Linked DNA regions of Manis pentadactyla: region 1 is linked to region 2. Evidence: chromatin contacts called from public Hi-C data. All regions are on one chromosome and are shown on one strand. Each heading gives the region's core, a stretch centred on a gene start, on an enhancer-like site or on the middle of the called end of the contact. The rest is flanking DNA. Distances are from core to core; before and after follow the strand shown.

Region 1 (3,870 bases), core at 360-2,859, 300 kb after region 2:
TGCCTCAATTAGCAGTGACTCAGGAACCAGGCTTCAGAACCCCTGATCCAGATCAATGTTTTCTCATCTCGTCCAATTATAGGACTCAGCCGGCAGTATTGGTCCTACTTCCCAGGCCTCACCCCAGACCCACCAGGCCAGGGTTTCCAGGAGAGGAATTCTGGAATTTGTATCTTTGGTAATCTCAAAGTAATCCCAAATAACAGCCCCCACTTATTAAGAACTTTGTGTCAGGCATTGTATTAAGTGCCTTTAATTAACTCATTTAATCCTCACAAGAGCCTAGAAGTTAAGAAACATTGCTCAGGATCACACAATGATCAAAAAATGGATCCAGAATTCCACACCAGGTAGCATGATTGCAGAGCCCTCAAACCAGGAGGCAGCATGGCTTCTCAGGCAGCAGTGTTAAGACTGTAAGCACAGAACAAGAAGGTAAGGACCTTAACTAGGGCTGGGCACTCTGGAGGAAACAGTGTCAATAGCAGTCCAAAGGTGAGCATTTTCTGCAACCTGGGAGGGCAACACCCAACAAAGAGGCATGAGTTACCCTGGAGCCCTCAGGCTGTCCCTGGACCATCATCCATTCAAAGTGGCTGCCCTACCTACTCAAGGCTTTGGAGGGCTTCCCTGCCCAGAAAGGTTCATCAGGAGCAGGCTGGGTACCCTGTGTGCTAAAGGCTAAAACAGGAGTTTCCAGGGAGTCCGTTGACATCGCACTTGACAACCAGCCTTTCCTAGGAGTCTACCCAGGCAGGGAGCAGAGAACAGAGGGATATCTGCCTCACTATGACTTCCTGCCCCTTTATGCTCTGCTCCTGAGTGCCAGCTCCAGGATCCACCACAGGCTGGTGGGTCCAAATGAGTTTCCTGCTTTTCACTTCCTCCCCTCAAAGTAAAAAAAAATGAAATAAAAAAAGCCTTGCTCACCAAACTACACCTTCAGGAAATCAAGCCTACCTTAAATTCCTTCTGCTAATGACTTGTCAAGTGATCTGCAAGGGCCACAGTTGGCACAGCCCTGAGTGGAGCAGTAGGAAAATCTCAACATTTGGCATAGTTAAGTGATCTCAACGGGGATAAGTCACATTCTAAAAGCTCAAGGGGACAGGCCAGAGTCTAGGTCCCCAGGGAAGGGGACAGATGAGTATAGATTGCAGAGATCAGTCTAGCTCCAGAAGAGAGTTTGAGTGGCCTCCTGATGTTATTTCTGATGTGAGAGCCTTAGGTCAGAGGGGCCTGAAATTTTGAAGGTGAGGGGTGTTGGCAAGGTGACAAATTGATCTACCTTACTTCCAAAGACAGAAACATCCAACAAGAAACGCAAAATGTCTTGAGGCCACACCCCAATCCACTTCCTCCCTACTCTCATTCAGAGGTCCTACCTTCCCCGGCAGAACAAGGCCCTAGAAAGCGGGTGAGGGCTAAGAGAGCCTTGAGGGACACAAGATCCCACCACTGGTTTGGGGCTTTGGAGCTACAGCAAAGTACTCACATCCACAAATACAGCGGCTACAAGACTCCTCAGATCAGGAAACTGACAGGCCTGGCCCAGGCCAGCCCTAAGTTCCAGGCAGGGCAGGCTCGGTGGGTGGGGCTTGGGCATTTAAAGGGCCCTTGCAGCTGGTTCTCCTTTTCTCCTCTGGGTGCAGCTGAAGGAACTGCAACTCATTCAGCCTGACGGCCAGGTGGCAGTGCTGGAGTGAGACTGCACAGCTGGAAGGTCCAAGACAGGGGGCAGGTGCAGACTGACTGCCTCATCTGGCTTTAGTTTCCCAATCTGAGCAAATACAATTCTGCCTTTCCATAATGGTTTGGGCTCTAGCTGAAGCTCCTCCTCTAAGAGAACTTTGAATTTTTTATTTTAAATTCAGAAAATCCAAACAGATGTTCAACAGCACACACACACACACACACACACATACTCTCTTTCTGGCAAGGTACTGTGTTGGGAGCTTGGAATTTCTCTCCTCTTTCCAGGTTTCTCAGTGCCCTGGATTAGGGAGGGCAGGACAAGGCCCAGGGACATGCTCTGCATCTTAAGGGTTAGGGCAGCAGCAGTCAGTATTTCCGCTGCCGGGGGAAGAGAGTACTCCCTGAGGACCGGAGTGGGGGGCTGCTGGGGCTGGGGTCCTCTGAGTCCAGGCTGAAGAGGTCCCTGCCAGTGCGAAGGATCTGCTCCTCCAGCTTCTTGTGTCGCTTCATGTCTGAGAGGACCTTGTCTAGGCGGGCTTCCCGTTTCTGGCTCCTGGCTGAGCTTCCTAGAGAAGGGTAAGATGAAAAATGTAGAAGGGAGCGAGGCAGTGTGCACCAGACCTGCCAGGATGTTACTAAGTACTTGGGGAGTACGTTAAACATAAAGACTTCTCAAGCCTCTGAGGTTTAGGGTTGGGCCTTAGATGGGGTAGGCAGCGAAGGTCTGAATTATGAGAAGGCACCAGTAGTGTGAAGACCAGGGAAGAGCATTCCAGATAGGAGAAGAGCAAGTACAAAGGCCCCAGGGTAAGAACAGGGAGATCTGTTCAAAGACAGTGTTGAGAGCTGGGGGAAATGGTGAAAGATGAGGCCAAAGGAATGATTTACAGGCCATAAGGGATTTGGATCTCTAGTTTAGATGGAAATGTCTTTGGAAGCTATGTGTGTGTTGGGGGGTCTCTCCCAACATGCTCTTCCCCCAAGAAGTGACAAGATTTATACTTTAAAAGTATCATTCTGGTTGCTGAGACTGGAGACAGGAAGACCAGTTAGGAACCACTGCAACTATCCAGGCAAGAGATGGCAGCTTTGAAGGTGATGAGGGTGCAGTGTTGAAGGTGGAGAGTAGATGAACTTGGAAATGCTGTGGAGGCAGAGCTCACAAGACTTGCTGCTGCCTTGAATGTTGGGGTAAAAGGAGAAATCAAGAATGGCTTCAAGGGTAAATTCTAGGGAAGGCACGTGGGGTGGGGAATTGGGTCAGATTAGGAGGTGTATATACAGTACTACTGGACTTCTGGGGAGATGGAGATAAAAGGGAAGCAGGACAGAATTATCTGTGATAGCTTCTTAAATGAAAATGGGGTATCAATCTAAACCGGAAAGATGGCGCCACTGGGTGTGAATGCTCTTTCCTGCAGATACAAGTTGTGTAGCAACCAAGGCACCAAAAGGCCCGTTTTAGGGAGTCAGCTATTGACTAAGTGGGAGTGGAGGTCTCCCTTCTTGTCTGTACCTGGGGTGCGTCTCCGGTCAATCAGAGAGTCCTTTGGTGTCAATGGCTCATCGTCAAAGTCAAATTCTGTGGGCATGTGCTGTCTGGTACAAATGGACAGAAAGTGAAGGGTGAGGATGGTCCCCTCAAGCTCCCACACACGTGTTTCTCCCCAGCCTGCAGGCTTTTCCTCTCCTACTCTCCTCCCTCCCTCCACTTCTCAAGCTCTTGGGTACCAACTTCCCTCCCAATGTCCTCCAGGCATCAGCAGTGCAGCCCCAGGGATGTAAACAAGTGTAAGGGTGTGCCCTCACTTTTCCTCTTCCTCCTCTTTGGCCTCTGGCTCCTCATCGGATCTCTCCTCTTCGCTCTGCGCATCAGGCGTGGGTGGTCGGCGGGGCAGGATCTCAGCCTGAAGCTCCAGGGTACCGTGGGCAGCCAACAGTTCATACAGCCTCTGGATTTCGGAGGGGGGTGGCATCCAGGGCTGCCCATCCTCGGGCAGCTCCATCTCCTCATCGCTGCAGAGCACACACCAGTCCTCGGATTCTCCCTTGGCTTGCTCTTCCCCCTCAGCTCTGGGGACTTCTGCCTGCACCTCCTCGACCCCAGACTCCTCAGGCTCAGCCTCTTTCCGGCCTCCTCCCCCTTCTTCCTCGGCATTATGGGCCGAAGCAGAA
Region 2 (3,824 bases), core at 246-2,745:
GCAGCCTTCCAGAAATAATTCACACAAATATGAACAAACATAAAAACTCTTTTTTTCCCCCCACTTAAATGGCAGATTCCATACATGCCACTCTGCACCTTACTTTTCTAAGATGACCTGAGACTGTGAAGATGATTCTGTTCAGGTACATGCAGGGCCTCTTTCATGGCTGCATACTATTTCATTGTTAAAATTGTGTCATAACTGGTTGAACTGGTTTCCTACTCTGGGACATTTAGGTTGTTTGTCACTGCAAACATGCTCCACTTGAGCTTTTATTTTGCTCATGGGCCAGGATATTTATAGGATTAAATCCTAGAAGTGGAATTTCTGGGTAAAGAGTCTGTATTTGTCATCTTGGTATCCTCTGGCCTCAACAGAGGTGGTGTACATCTACCCAAAACCTTGCCAACACTGTGTGTTAACAAATACTTTGAATTTTACCATTTGATAGGTGACAAGAGCTATCTTAGTATAGTTGGATTTTGCATTTACTTTTTTAAAAATTGTTAAATATTTTAAAAATACACATAACAATATTTGTATCTCCACCATTTTCAAGCATACAGTTCAGTAGTGTTAAGTCTGTTAACATTGTTGTACAATCACATTTCTTTCACTTAAAATTCCAATATTTAGTTATGCCACTTAGTGCCAGGCCCAGCTTGGGACAGCCTCTGCCTGCCATGGCACTCCTTGGTGGTGGGGGAGACAGAAACATAAACAGGCATGACAAACCAACCCAATGTCACCAGAACAACCTGTAATAGCACTGTTGGGGGTGGGAGAACTGCTCCAGAAAGGCTCCTAATAAGAGGTGGCCCAGGGTGACCCCTGAAGGAAGGGAAGGCCTTCCAGGAAGAGAAGCTTGTATGAACAAAGGTCCAGAGACCTGAGACACCCAGGTGCATCCTAGGAACTGCAGATACCCATTCCTGCAAGGCAGCCAGGGAAGTGAGGGTGATGAGATCAGAGAAATCAGCATCTAGGGCTGAAGGGCCTTGAAGGCCACTGTGAGGACTGTCTTTGGAAGATGGCAAGTTTGGAGCAAAAGAGGGCAACGATCAAAGGCTGGAGTTTGATGGGCAGGTGCCAGAGCCTTCAGGGGAGAATGGCAGACTGATGAAGAACCAGATGTCCCTCCACACCTGAAGGACAGGGGGTGGGGTGAGGGAGGGTGGATTCCCAAAGGAGACGCTATCTCTTTGGGGACACAGGCCCATGGAGGCTGGGTTGCGTCCAAGGAGAGCCGCCTTAGCAGCCCAAAGGAGGAGGCCTGCGGGAAGCCACAGCGTCGGTCTTCTGTCTCCTCCCTCAGACTGTGAGCTTCCACACCCGGTGCGGGGACCCCCAAGTTCCCACGCCAGCGAGCACAGGCGGATCAGACCCTCTTTCCCTACTCAATGAGGCTCTCTAAGCCCCGCCCCTCAGGTCCTGCCCCCACGGATTTGGGGAGGGCGGGCTAGAAGCCCTCCTTCGAGCTCTCTGCGGGGGAGGGGCGTGAGGATACACTGGGCGGGGAGGCGGGGGGAGGTAGGTAAGCGGTCGTCGCCATGGCAACGAGGCCGGCGGTCGGGCCCTGGAGACCCACGAGCCAAGGAAGGAGCCCGCGAGGGAGGAGGCACCGTGAGCTCGGCGCGGGGGCCCGAGGCCCCGAGAGGAGCTAGAGAACATGGGGCAGTTGTCACTGTTGGTTCCGGGTGGCGCAGGGACCCCCTGTGTTTGCCAGTGTGTGTATGCGAAGTTCTCCGGGTGAGTGTGCCCGCGCGTGTCTGGTTGGTGCATGTGTGCGAGTGTGCACACGTGGGCACAGGCGTGTGCGCGGGAGTGCCCGTGAGAGGTGCGTGTACCAGACCGCGTGCCCGCGACTGCGTGTGTGCCTCGGGTGTGCCCCTAAGTGTGCCCTGCTGCGCGGCGGGAGAGTCCCGCCCCTCCCCAGCCACCGGCCGGCCCACCCCGCCCCCGCCTCCTGCGCCGGCTGCGTCCTCGCCTCCACCTCGCTCACCCCCTCCCTCCCGCCCTTTCTCCGGTTCTCCCTCCCTATCGCCTTACACAGCCGGACTCCCAGCTCTTCTCGTCGGCCGCCCTGGGAATCACCGGCCGCCACCGCCCAGCCTGCACCCGGCGGACCCCCAGTGCTTGGGCACCTGTTGGAGGCACAGAGACAGGTGCAGGGGGCTGGGCCGCCGGGGCGTGAGGGTGAGGGTGAGTGTGTGTGTTAGCCTGTGTGTGCCTATGGGGGTGTTTAGCTCTCCGGAGGCTGCCGTTTCTGGCTCCTCCGGAAGGCCATTCTCAGTGGGAGGCATGTGAAGCAGGCGTCCCCCACCTTGGGCGGCTGGGTAGTGGAGGACCAGTCAGGCAGGTGGGCAGATCCTGGACCCGAATGAAGACTGGGCAGTGAAAGTCTAAAGGGGTGGGTGACACAGGACCAGACAAGTGCCTGGTGCAGAAGAATGGAGGTAGCCTCAGAGAGACAGAGGAGGGGGACTTTCGGGGTAGGCAGGGCCCAAAGCAGACAGAAGCCCAGAATGAGGAGCAGGAGCTGGGACGATGACAAAGGGACAATCCAGAGGTAAGTGGGAAATCTGAGGTGGAGCCAGGACCTATTTGGAGGGAGTGGGCCAGCAGCCCAGCCCCTACAGAGCAAAGCCTGGGGTCTGGAATGCCCAGGCCTCCTGCCTGCCCATCAGCTGGCACAGTCTGCCTTCTCCCTTGACACCTAGGAAGGGAGGCCAGTGAGGGCCCCACAGACCGAGGAACTTGCCGCCTGGCCCTCAGCCAGCAGATGGTAGGTATGAGGAGTCAGCCTTGGGCTCGTACTCACTCGCAGCTCCCTCCCCCAGATCAGGGTGCTGCATGAGGGGCCGCAGGGGTGACCGCATGACCATCAACATCCAGGAGCACATGGCCATCAACGTGTGCCCTGGGCCCATCAGGCCCATCCGCCAGATCTCGGACTACTTCCCCCGCCGGGGACCAGGACCTGAAGGGAGTGGTGGGAGCTTCGGGGAGGCCCCTGCTCGTCTGGCCCCGCTGGCCCTGGCCCCTCCGGCAGCTCTCCTTGGGGTCACCACACCTGAGGATGGAGCTGAGATGGACAGCTATGACTCAGATGATACCAGTGAGTCTGGGGGCTGGAGGGGCCCAGGGCAAGAATGGAGGCCTCCAGACTTGTGGGAAGTGAGTGTGTGGGGGGAAGGCAGCAGGCAGTGCTGCCATAGCTGCAGTCGGTGTGGAGATTACAGCTCTAGCAAGGCTCAATATTCAATATTTCTGCTAAGACACTCAACCACCCACACAGCCCCAGTGGCAGCCCTGCCAGGGACGCAGACACATGCACACTCACAGGCTGACAGACCAGACACATGCACACACCTTCACAGCTGACACAGCCAGCCTGCCTAATGGTTTCTCACACACACCTGTCTACTCACGCTGCCTCTTCCCTCTTCTCCAGCTGCTCTGGGCACACTGGAGTTTGACCTTCTCTACGACCAGGCCTCCTGCACTCTGCACTGTAGTATCCTCAAGGCTAAGGTGGGCACTCATTGCCTCCCAATCCCTGGCCCTGTTCGTCTCCTACCTGGAAGGGGTGGGTTCCCATTTTCCCTCCCCTTCCCCAGGCTGGACCCCTGCTTCTCCTCTCTCACCTCCTACCCCCACTTAGCACCCTTCTTGGCTCTGTGCACCCCAAGGATCCACTCTGCAGAGGGTGGGTGGATGGGAGCTCAGCCCTCTTCTCCCCACTCTTCTCCAGGGCCTCAAGCCCATGGGCTTCAATGGCCTGGCTGACCCCTACGTCAAGCTGCACCTGCTGCCGGGAG

Evidence for each region. A called contact is a pair of places that touch in the nucleus more often than the background predicts.
Region 1: a Hi-C map of fibroblasts shows a contact between it and region 2, with 4 times the contacts expected there. The contact joins the promoter of MVP here to the promoter of DOC2A in region 2. A contact is called at or near these places in 2 of 3 Hi-C or Micro-C datasets (fibroblasts and skin fibroblasts).

Annotation. Positions count from the first base shown.
Region 1 is chr10:83,497,368-83,501,237 of mManPen7.hap1, forward strand. It overlaps MVP (major vault protein), which reads right to left and starts at 1,610. Exons shown (of 15, transcript XM_057487138.1): 1 at 1,496-1,610. It overlaps PAGR1 (PAXIP1 associated glutamate rich protein 1), which reads right to left. Exons shown (of 3, transcript XM_036917708.2): 1 at 3,505-3,870; 2 at 3,212-3,294; 3 at 238-2,261. The coding sequence ends at 2,062.
Region 2 is chr10:83,197,473-83,201,296 of mManPen7.hap1, forward strand. It overlaps DOC2A (double C2 domain alpha), which reads left to right and starts at 1,496. Exons shown (of 11, transcript XM_036919467.2): 1 at 1,496-1,752; 2 at 2,057-2,168; 3 at 2,844-3,121; 4 at 3,458-3,537; 5 at 3,758-3,824. The coding sequence starts at 1,737.